Regions from separate parts of the Sus scrofa genome. Here all the other regions are linked to region 1. Evidence: chromatin contacts called from public Hi-C and HiChIP or PLAC-seq data. All regions are on one chromosome and are shown on one strand. The core of a region is the stretch at or near the end of the contact, and the rest is flanking DNA. Distances in the headings are between cores, read along the strand shown.

The links. Hi-C and Micro-C count contacts between places; a contact is called where the count stands out from the background. HiChIP or PLAC-seq counts read pairs in DNA pulled down with a chosen protein or histone mark.
Region 2: a contact with region 1 is called in an H3K27ac HiChIP or PLAC-seq map of skeletal muscle, with 6 times the contacts expected there. The contact joins the enhancer-like site here to the promoter of ZEB1 in region 1. A contact is called at or near these places in 1 of 5 promoter capture datasets (liver), 6 of 47 Hi-C or Micro-C datasets (brain, embryonic fibroblasts, fetal skeletal muscle and 3 more) and 1 of 2 datasets of contacts at active chromatin or transcription factors (skeletal muscle).
Region 3: a Hi-C map of skeletal muscle shows a contact between it and region 1, with 5 times the contacts expected there. The contact joins the enhancer-like site here to the promoter of ZEB1 in region 1. A contact is called at or near these places in 2 of 5 promoter capture datasets (fetal liver and liver) and 5 of 47 Hi-C or Micro-C datasets (embryonic fibroblasts, liver and skeletal muscle).

Annotation. Positions count from the first base shown.
Region 1 is chr10:42,011,500-42,014,717 of Sscrofa11.1, forward strand. It overlaps ZEB1 (zinc finger E-box-binding homeobox 1), which reads left to right and starts at 1,615. Exons shown (of 11, transcript XM_021064196.1): 1 at 1,615-1,672. The coding sequence starts at 1,615. ZNF438 (zinc finger protein 438) reads right to left here and starts at 2,892. Exons shown (of 19, transcript XM_021064197.1): 1 at 2,663-2,892. It overlaps LOC110255584 (a long non-coding RNA gene), which reads left to right and starts at 2,981. Exons shown (of 5, transcript XR_002336134.1): 1 at 2,981-3,218.
Region 2 is chr10:42,372,129-42,375,346 of Sscrofa11.1, forward strand. No RefSeq gene overlaps it. Among named protein-coding and RNA genes, the nearest start is that of ARHGAP12, 200 kb to the right of the region's middle. Within about 2 kb of position 1,708, at least 51 of the 83 cell types and tissues checked have an H3K27ac peak or open chromatin away from gene starts, as enhancers often do. A contact at or near this core is called in brain, fetal skeletal muscle, liver and 2 more, where this site is marked.
Region 3 is chr10:41,720,962-41,724,179 of Sscrofa11.1, forward strand. All of the region lies in intron 12 of ZNF438 (zinc finger protein 438), which reads right to left. Among named protein-coding and RNA genes, the nearest start is that of ZEB1, 290 kb to the right of the region's middle. Within about 2 kb of position 1,785, at least 25 of the 83 cell types and tissues checked have an H3K27ac peak or open chromatin away from gene starts, as enhancers often do. A contact at or near this core is called in skeletal muscle, where this site is marked.

The DNA of each region.
Region 1 (3,218 bases), core at 365-2,864:
GATATACAGACATAACGTATAGCAAAGAATATTTACAGTCACATCTCATGCAGCAATAATTAATGCATTCACGTCTCAAAATGCCAAAGCAAACGTGAGAGAAAATGTTCATCTATATTCAGGATTAAACTTTCTAATTTTAAATCACCAGACTTCAGCTATAAATTTATTTCAGTTGAAAGGTTGGAAAAGATTATTAATGAATCTTCTAAAATTGTGAAGAATGTTTAAAAGATTAACATCGTATAAAAAAAGTCCCACCATAGGTATGGCAAAAATTACAGGCATACATTTATTGAGCACCTACTATGTGACAGCACTATGCTGGGTGATGTACTGTTATTTCTAATACTCTGTATGCTACGTTTCACTTTCCACAATTTCCCTACCAACTTCTACAGTACAATTTGAAATACAGCTCAAGTCATTCATTCCAGAGACGGTCTCAAAGACATTTCCTCATTTGAAGGTGGGGAGGAGTGGAAAGCCAAGTCCTGCTCGATACTGAAAACTTGATTTTCTCGGTACTTGATGGTGTTATCTACGTTTCAGAAATCCCTTAAACTTGCCCCAAGTCAGAGACCTGACTTGATAAGACCGCAATCAATCCATCGGTCTCCAAGACAACGTCTCCCAGTCTGTTTCTTGCTGCAAGGTCTTCTACAGCGACAGTTGCCTATCCAGGTAGTAAGTCGTGGCCTGTTTATACCTTAACTCTACGTTTAGACGCCTCCGATCCGGCCCTTCTACTCATGGAGGTGGGGGCGGAGAGAGGAGGACTGGGGCCGGCTGGCGGCAGGGTGGGGGAAGCCGAGGTGACAGCAGGTGAGCGCGCCCAGCGAGGAGGAGGAAGTGAGACAGGCCGGCGTGGGGATTACTCATTCCGCTTTACCGCCGAGGTGACTCGCAAGCGGAACTTCTCGCCCCTCTTTCGGTCCAGCTGAACTTCTATTTAATTGAAGTCACTTCCCATCCCAGTTAGCGCAGGGAAAAACCGTGCATCGGAGGAGGAGGGGGGGACCAGAAGTCCGGGGCTCAGGTAGCCTCTCCCGGGGGGTAGCCTCTCGCTGCTCCGCGAACCTGCCTCCTTCTGATTCCGGAGAATCCCTGGGCGGCCCCGGGGTACGTGAGCCCCACCGGAGGAAGAGGGAGGACAGGTCACTGCGGCCATTCCGAAGGGCAGTCCCCAGGGCGCAGGATCCCGAGAATCAGCCAGAACCAAACATGCCCCTGGCGGCCGCGGCGGGTGTGGCCAGTCCAGAGCCTCCTCCTTTACCTTTCTCCCTCCGACGGCCAGTCGCCCTTCGTACCACGTCCGTATCGCTTCCCAGCGCCCCCGCCCCCCGCCCGCGACACCTGGGGGAACTTTTCTCTTGCCACTCGGTTCAAACTCAGCTGCTCCTCCAGCTGCCGCAAACCGTCCACTCCCTAGCAACAAGGTTCCGGCCGTAGAGCGAGCGGCTCTAGGTGTAAGGAAGGTGATGTCGTAAAGCCGCGAGTGTCGTAAACCAGGTGCGGTGGGGAGGGGGGAGGGGTGGAGGCGGAGGGGTTGGGGGGGAAGGGGGAGGGAGGGGGAGGTGGTGACTCGAGCATTTAGACACAAGCGAGAGGATCATGGCGGATGGCCCCAGGTGTAAGCGCAGAAAGCAGGCGAACCCGCGGCGCAATAACGGTGAGTGGCGGAGGGGACCGGGGAGCAGCGGAGTCAGGGGGAGCCGGGCGGCCGGGGCGCCCCCGGGGGCGAGGGGGGCGAGCCGGGCTGGGGGTGGCCGGGCAGGGACGGGCCAAGTGGAGTGGGAAAGTAGAAAGTAGTGCTCTCTGCCCCCCTCCGCGGCCGCCGCCGCCGGAGCCGCGCCGCGGCCGCTCGCTCTCCCTGAACCGTTATGTCTCTTACCTGGTCTCTCCGCCTAGCGGCTCCTGCCGCCCCTGCCGCCTCCCTGGACCGTTAGCCGCCGCCGCTGCCGCATCTCCGGCGCAGGGCGGGCGGCCGGGACGCGGCCGCCACTTTTCTGGGCTCGGGGGGAGCGGCTGTTGCTTCTTTTCACACTTTTCCCCACTCCTGTGCCCCTCGGCGCCGCCGGCGTTGCGTCCCCGCGGCGCCGAGGCCCCGGGAACCAAGGAACTAACTTGTGCCGGCGCTGCCCGGGCGGAGTGGCTTCCGCGGCCCCGGCTGGCGCGGTCGCTCGGGCCCCACGGCTCGGCCGGGCGGGCAGGCGGGCGGCGGCGGGACGCGGCGGCCGCGGGCTGCGTGTCGCCCGTGCGCGCGTGTGCGCGGGCGGCGCGGAGCGCGCAGCGGGCGGACCCGGCAGGGCCGGCGGCGGTAAAGTTGGGACGGGCCGGCGAGGCGCGCTCGGCGCGGGACAGGGTTTCGCGGCGCGGAGTCGCGGGTCCCTAAGCGCCCCTCCTCCCGGGGCGCCCCCCGCCGCCGCCGCGCCCCAAGTGGGTCCGCGTACCGCTGGGCGCCGGCGGGGGCGCGGGCGGGCCCCGAGCAGCGGCCGTGGGAGCCGCGGGGGGCAGCGGGTTGGCAGAGTTGTTACCTGGTCCCAGGGACCGGGAAGCACCACAGACAGATCCCCTCCCGGGAGGACGCCACCTCCGTGCCGGGACGGGGTGCAGTGCGTGTGTCTCCGGGGTTCTCTTTCGGTTTGGGGGAAGTTGTTACCTGGCCCGGACGCGCGGAGCGCTGAAGCCGGATAATGGAGCTCAGAGGGCTCTGGGTCTCGGGTGGAAGGAGGGTGGGGGAGGGGGCGGACGGACTGACGGACGCGGGGCGCTGCTGCCCGCGCTGCAGCCGCAGTGTTTATTGATTAGTGCTGATGTGCCCGGACGCACTCCCCTCTGCCTGGCGTGAGAGTTTAAATAATATTATTATTATTAATAATAGCGAAAGAGAGCGAGACCCGAACATGTGGCGGTGGTGGTTGCACAGTCGCCTTTTCCAGTTTGGGGAGACGGTGTAAGTTGGTTGCCTATCTGCTTATCTCGAGGCGATGCTGTGCCCGCTGGCTCCGCAGCGAAATGTCTGCTGCTTGTTATTGTCTGGACAGTTCCTGTAGCGAGAGGGCCGCGACTTGTGCGCCGCCCGGTACCTGTTTGGAGAATAATGGGCGGCAACGGCCCTGCCGCCGGCTGCGGCCCGAGTCTATATAAGGAATTGGACGGACATTGCGGACTGAGGGGCTCCTTTGGACTCCTACGTTATTTTTAAAAGGAGTTTT
Region 2 (3,218 bases), core at 458-2,957, 360 kb after region 1:
CTTCCCTGCCACCCTCAGCTGCTCAAGCTCCATCCGGGCCTCCAAACGTGTCTCTATGTGTCCCTCCCTCAGTGTAAGGGCCATCTTGCCTCTAGTCCCATGGCCACCCCCTCATCAGCACCCCCTCAGCCCTTCCCCACACAGTATGTAGCATGTGCTTTGGAAATATCTGATTATTTCACTCTAATCACCTCTTACATATTTTGAGATTTGACAAAGTTTTCTAGGCTTTTCTTGGCCAACAGGGTTTCCCCAAACTGGTTTCAGCCTACCCTCAAAGCCTTGGTGGTCACCCGTGTGCACACGTGCATGCTGCCCGCACGTGCGCATGCGCGGAGGGCGCCCATCTGGTTTCTTCACATGTGCGATTATTTACAGAGTGTATCTGCGCTTGGGAGACGACACTTTCCCCATTTCTTAAACTCATCCTATACAGGTTTTCTGTCCTTTTCCCTTTGTGGACAGCGCCTCCAGGGCAGAGTGAAGACCCTCATAAGTTCTCTATGTTCCTGCCTAAAGGGGGGGGGGGGGGGGCGGCGGAGATGACACCTTCTTTGAGTGGGGGTGGGGATCACCCATCTCTGGCATCCGCGTTCAGTCCAGCGGTCCAGTGTGCCTGCCGCAGGATGGCGAGGTCGGATACCCCATGCTGTGTTCTGAACACACTGGAAGCTGCCTTGTCACCCCCAGAGCCACCAAGTTGTGCCCATAAGCCCCAACAGCAGCTGCGCAGCATCCCCCGGGAAAGCAGGAGCTGCTTTGCCTCCTTACTTTGCCTCTTAAACTCCCCACTCAACTCTTTGCTGGCCGAACATGCCTTCCACGTGGTCAGCGAAACAGAGAAAAAGCCCAGAGTTAGGCTCCCACCTGGCATCCTGGAGACTGCAGGCCACTGTCAGAGGCCACACTCGTCCCTCAGGGATGGGGTGGGGAGGGGAGGCTCACTCCCAGGGGGTGACTGGACTTCCCTGGGGTGGGGGACAAACACCCAGGGCCCAGGGACGTCTGCCCTCTCCCTCCTGCCTTCTCAAAAGCGACCCTGCCCTTAAATAATCAGGACTTCTGTTTCTTGGGGGGAGTCTCGCTTGGCTTAGAAGGTGGTTGTTTTTTCTCTTCCACTTTAATGAACCAAGTATTTGGGAAATTAGCTCACAGAGTCATGCCAGCGCCACCAAATTAGAGCCATCTGTACAGATAAAACACTTAGGAGCTTTTGTGCCACTGCGGGCGAGATGTATGGCTCATTCAGTCTCCGAGGGCGCACTTTCGCCCTGAGTTTCTTTTTTTTCCCCCCCTAACACAGAAGAAGCTTCAGTCAGCAGCGTAGGAAACAGGAAGGAAGCCGTTGTTTTAAATAGCAGACGGCAGAGAATTGACTCATTATGGTCTGTTCATTCAGCCAGTGACAGCCAGAAGGCAGCCCGCTCCGCCCCCACATTCCCAAGACGCAGGTCAGGGGGCACGGTCGGGATTTTCTCACAGAGTCTGGAAGAATCCCGGGCAAGCCCTTTGGAAAAGAACTGGCGAAGTCCAAGGTTTCTGTCTTGCCAGGGATAGAACATGTCCAACCTGAACGTCTTGAAGATAATGAGACAAACACAAGAACGCCAGTAAAATCCTACAAGAATACCCGGAAGTTAGACATCCTGTGTTTCCCTTCCTCATCCTGATTTACTCCACCGTGTAGGGCCCACACGCTTTCAAGCCTCCTTTCTCATCTTGGCAACCGTCTATTTTCACTTCTCTGGGCTGGAGAGTCCTTGGCTCAGGGCCGTGAGGCAGCACGAGGGGGTGGCCTCTGCAGGGACAGGGGCCCCTCTGAAAGACAGGAAGAGTCCCCCCCCACCCCAGCCACCGATCCACCCTGGCCCAGGGCTGCTGCTGGGCTCAGGAGCCCACACGTTAATCTGTCTCAAATCCACCATTGTGACAGCCAAGCACACAAATTCGTCCACCCAGAGCCTTCGTGACCTCTGGATTTCATTCTTTTTTAAGTGTCTTGTGTTGTTTTTGATGTTCAGATTGGAATCCAGGTGTCTGATGGCACCTGAAGGAGATGAGAACATTAGGCCCTGGGCTACCCCAGCTCACACCTCCCTCCAGTGTTGGTGTTTCCTTAGTCCCAGGAGAACCAGGGTCACCACCTAATCTCCAACAGATGAGCCTGGGGGCCTTGACCCTGCCCTGCCTAAATTCTCCATCCAAGCCTCCCCAGCTGGGAAGGCCCACAGTCCCATGGCTCATCGGCCCTGAGCATCATGCCCCCCAACCCAGGCAACATCTGTCATGGCTCAGAGAGCCAGGTGGGCTCCTGTTTACACCTGAAACCGATGCTGATTCCTGTCAACAACAGGAGTGATCAAAACATTACTCCAAGAGTGATGGTTGTGGCTCAGCAGTAACGAACCCAACTAGCATCCATGACGATGCAGGTTTGATCCCTGGCCTCGCTCAGTGGGTTAAGGATCTGATGTTGCTGTGAGCTGTGGTGTACGTCACAGATGCAGCGCAGATTTCACGTTGCTGTGACTGTGGCACAGGCTTCAGCTGCAGCTCCGATTCACCCCCTAGCCTGGGAATTTCCATATGCCACAGGTACAGCCCTAAGAAGCAAAAAAAAAAAAAAAAAAAAAAAAAAAAGCGTTACTCCAAATGTTAGAACCCTGGAAACTCATGGCCGCAGGGTACACAGCATCTTCAAGTGGAAATGTTTCCCTGCTTTGGCCTCTTTCTAGAACATGCCCCACAGTTCAGGTTCCCAGTATATTCAGGAGGTGAGCTGAAATCCTGGAGACTGAGGATGGGGAAAGCCTTCTCCATGTTCATTTTCTTCAAAGCCATTTCACAAGCCTACAGGTGTCAGTATAAGCCAAAGAATGGATCTTGTCACAGATGAAAAGTTAGAGTGATCCTATCATTTATTGAATAAATCTGGACACTGATGAGAGTGACAAGGAAAACTATTAGGAATTGTGCCCAAACCCCAAGGATAAAGGGTTCCAGGCAAACTGGGTCGTACAGTCACACTATAAACTGTGACCATACTGTTCAAATTGGTGCTGGCTCCAAGGCTGGACAGCCATTTGGTTTCTTTGGGAGTTTTTTGATTGGTTTTGGTTTTTATTTTCTTTTTCAGCCCTACCTGTGGCATATGGAAGTTCCCAGGCCAGGGATCAAATCCAAGCCAGAGCTGCAACCTACGCTGCAGCTGCAGCAGC
Region 3 (3,218 bases), core at 535-3,034, 290 kb before region 1:
TACGATTACCTAGGTAACTGAGGATGGTGATTTTAAGATATTAGGGTAGTAGTTGACGACGGGGGGACAGAAGCCAAGGGAGATGTGGGATATATTTTGAAAGGAACACATCCTAACCTTACTGATAGGCTGGAGGTGGGTTAAGAAGGCAAGTGAAAAGTCAATGATGAGTTCTAGTTTTTGGCCCAAGTAACTGAGTGGACCATTTACTGAGCGGAAGAAGGAGGAGGTAGGAAGAGGTTTGCGGAAGGGAGTTGAAAAGCCTACTGCAGATATGCTGAGTTTGAAATGTTTTTTAGACTTTGGAGATGATTTAGAATGGAGATGATGAATAGGCAGACAGAGATAGGAGGCTGTGGCTCATAAGAGGGATCAGGGTAAAGAAATAAATTGGGGAACTACTTAGTATTTCACAGTGAGGGAAAAGAATCTGGAAAAAGCACAGATATATAAGTATAACTGAATTATTTGCTGAAACTAACACAACGTCCTCCATCAATCATATGTCCATTTAAAAAAAGAATGAAAATAAAACAAATAAAAATAAATAAAACACCTAAAATTCCCGATTTTTGGGAGGGGGGGGTGGTGGAAAGAAAGGAATAGGCATTCCTGTTGTGGCTCAATGGGTTAAGGACCTGACATACTGTCCACGAGGATGTGGGTTCAATCCCTGGCCTCACTCAGTGGGTTAAGGATCTGGCATTGCCACAAGCTGTGGTGTAGGTCACAGATGTGGCTTAAATCTGGTGTTGCTGTGGTTGTGGTGTAGGCGGACAGCTGCAGCTCCAATTCAACCCCTACCTAGCCTGGAAACTTCCATATGCCATGGATACAGCGGGTGGGCGGCTGGGAAGAAAGAAGGAAGGGAGGGAGGGAGGAGCTGAGGAGGAAGGATGACATTTAAAATTAGGGATATAGGAGTTCCCGTTGTGGCGCAGGGGAAACAAAGCCAACTAGGAACCATGAGGTTGTGGGTTCGATCCCTGGCCTCGCTCAGTGGATTGAGGATCCAGCATTGCCATGAGCTGTGGTATAAGTCACAGATGTGGCTCTGATCCTGCATTGCTGTGGCTGTGGCATAGGCTGGCAGTCATAGCTCCAATTCGACCCCTAGCCTGGAAACCTCCATATGCTGTGGATGTGGCCCTAAAAAGCAAGAATTAAAAAAATAAAAAATAAAATAAAATTAGGGATATATGAGATCACAGCGAGAGTAACATAGATGACAGCCCGAGACTGAGCCCTGAAGAACGTCAACTTTCAGAGCCTATGAAGAATAGGGGACATCAAAAGAGACTTTGGAAATTTTATGTGTATCTTATGCTTCCAAGTGTAAGAGGGACAGCGAATGAGAGCCACAGAAAGACATAGGTAGAACTGACGAGGAAAAGTTACCCAGAGAGGTTTCTGTCCAGTATAACGAGCACTGTGAGTAAGCTGGCACCACTCTTAGGCTTCCTTCAAAAGCAGCTGGAATTATTTGATATCTACAAACTACAAGATCCATCGCTGGCCATCATAATCTCCTTCAAAAACCACCTTTCAAAGTCACGTGCCACTCCACTTCTGACTCCTGACCTGCTGATGGAGTCTAGAGCTGCGTTTCACGTGCCAGCTGCTCAATTACTCCTGCCCTGGCCCCTGGCATGGGTCCTGGCTTCTGAATCCAAGTTCTCACCCCCACTAACAACTTGGATTGCCCAGTGCTGACCAGGAGGTGCGCTGAGATCATGTTCCCCCGGGCTGCCAAGAGTTCCTGGCGCGTGGTCAAGGCAGCACACAGGGAGTGAGTGTTCCGCAATTAATCAGGTGACAGAGAACAACTGACATGCTCGGGGACCAGAGGATGAGCCAGAGTGAGGCAGCAACGCGGAGCGGGAGACAGCGCTCCAGGCCTGTCACCCCAGGAGAACCTGTTCTGGGTCCCCCAGGGCAATGAGACCTCCTTTCACCCAGAACACTGGAAGTTCTTAAGTTTACCATGTGCATGTGTCCAAGGATGCAGGATTCCCTGGATGCTGGTAACCTTAGGAACCAAAAAGTGGGTTCTGCACGCCCTTGGGGTGGCCTGGGGACATCTGTGTCCCTCTCTGCCACATCTATGATGGAAACTTCAAACTATCCCATAGGTGGTTAACGAGCCTGACTAGTATCCATGAGGATGCAGGTTCGATCCCCAGCCTCACTCAGTGGGTTGGGGGTCTGGCGTGGCTATGGCTGTAGCATAGGCCGGCAGCTACAGCTCCAATTTGACCCTTAGCCTGGGAACCTCCATACACCTCAGTGCAGCCCTAAAAAGACAAAAAAAAAAAAAAAAAAAGGAAAAGATAAAAAGAAAGTGCCTGGTAGTACCTATTAGCTCTTCTCCTTTATACTTTAGGTGACCATAAAATGACAGCCAGTCAGCTGAACGGTAAAGCATGTTTCCAAAGTCTCAAACAACAATTTGAAAGCCCTGCAAGCACAGAAGTAGAATAAAAGGCTCTTTAATTTGTTTTTTGTTTTTTTGAACATGTGAACTATTACATGATCAATGGAGTTGGAACTTGTCCTGAAAAAAAATGCTCCCTCCCTTTTTCTAAACTTTCCTGCCAAGGTTAACACAATTATGCTCCATGATGAAGAAGCAAAGATGTAAATTCTACTGACATGAGATGGATAACATCAATTCTGAATAAGTATCATCAAGCAAAAGAGAATTCTCCAAAATTTTTCTGCAAGAGTCATTCGGGCCCATGTCTGCTGTTTAAAATGTTTATATCCTTTAAGCAGACTGTATTTCTATTTCCCTTTATGAAATTTAACGAAAATCCTTAAAGTTGGCAACAGCAGCAGGAAACCATTTATAAGGCCAGCATGGCTATTTTACTTTTATTAACGAAAAGTTATGTAATAGTTGCGGCAAACTGCAGAGTTCTCTTTTATAGTCTTTTAATATTTATAGAAATTTCAGAGAGTTATACGGCCAGAGTTCATTTTGGAAAGTGAGAGTTTCAATTATCAGACAGCAATCAATTATTCTAGCTCAGCTACCGCAATGGCTATTTAAGAGTTGCGCTCATCTTTATTCATGTTTTTTAACAATAGGTCAACTGTGTCCAGTACTTGACCTAGAAGCTCAAATAGGTGTGACTGAACTGTATACTGACAAAGGTCTCCGCTCCAAACTACTGAGTCACACTGCTGGCCTTTTTGGCTCTAACAGTACATTAAAG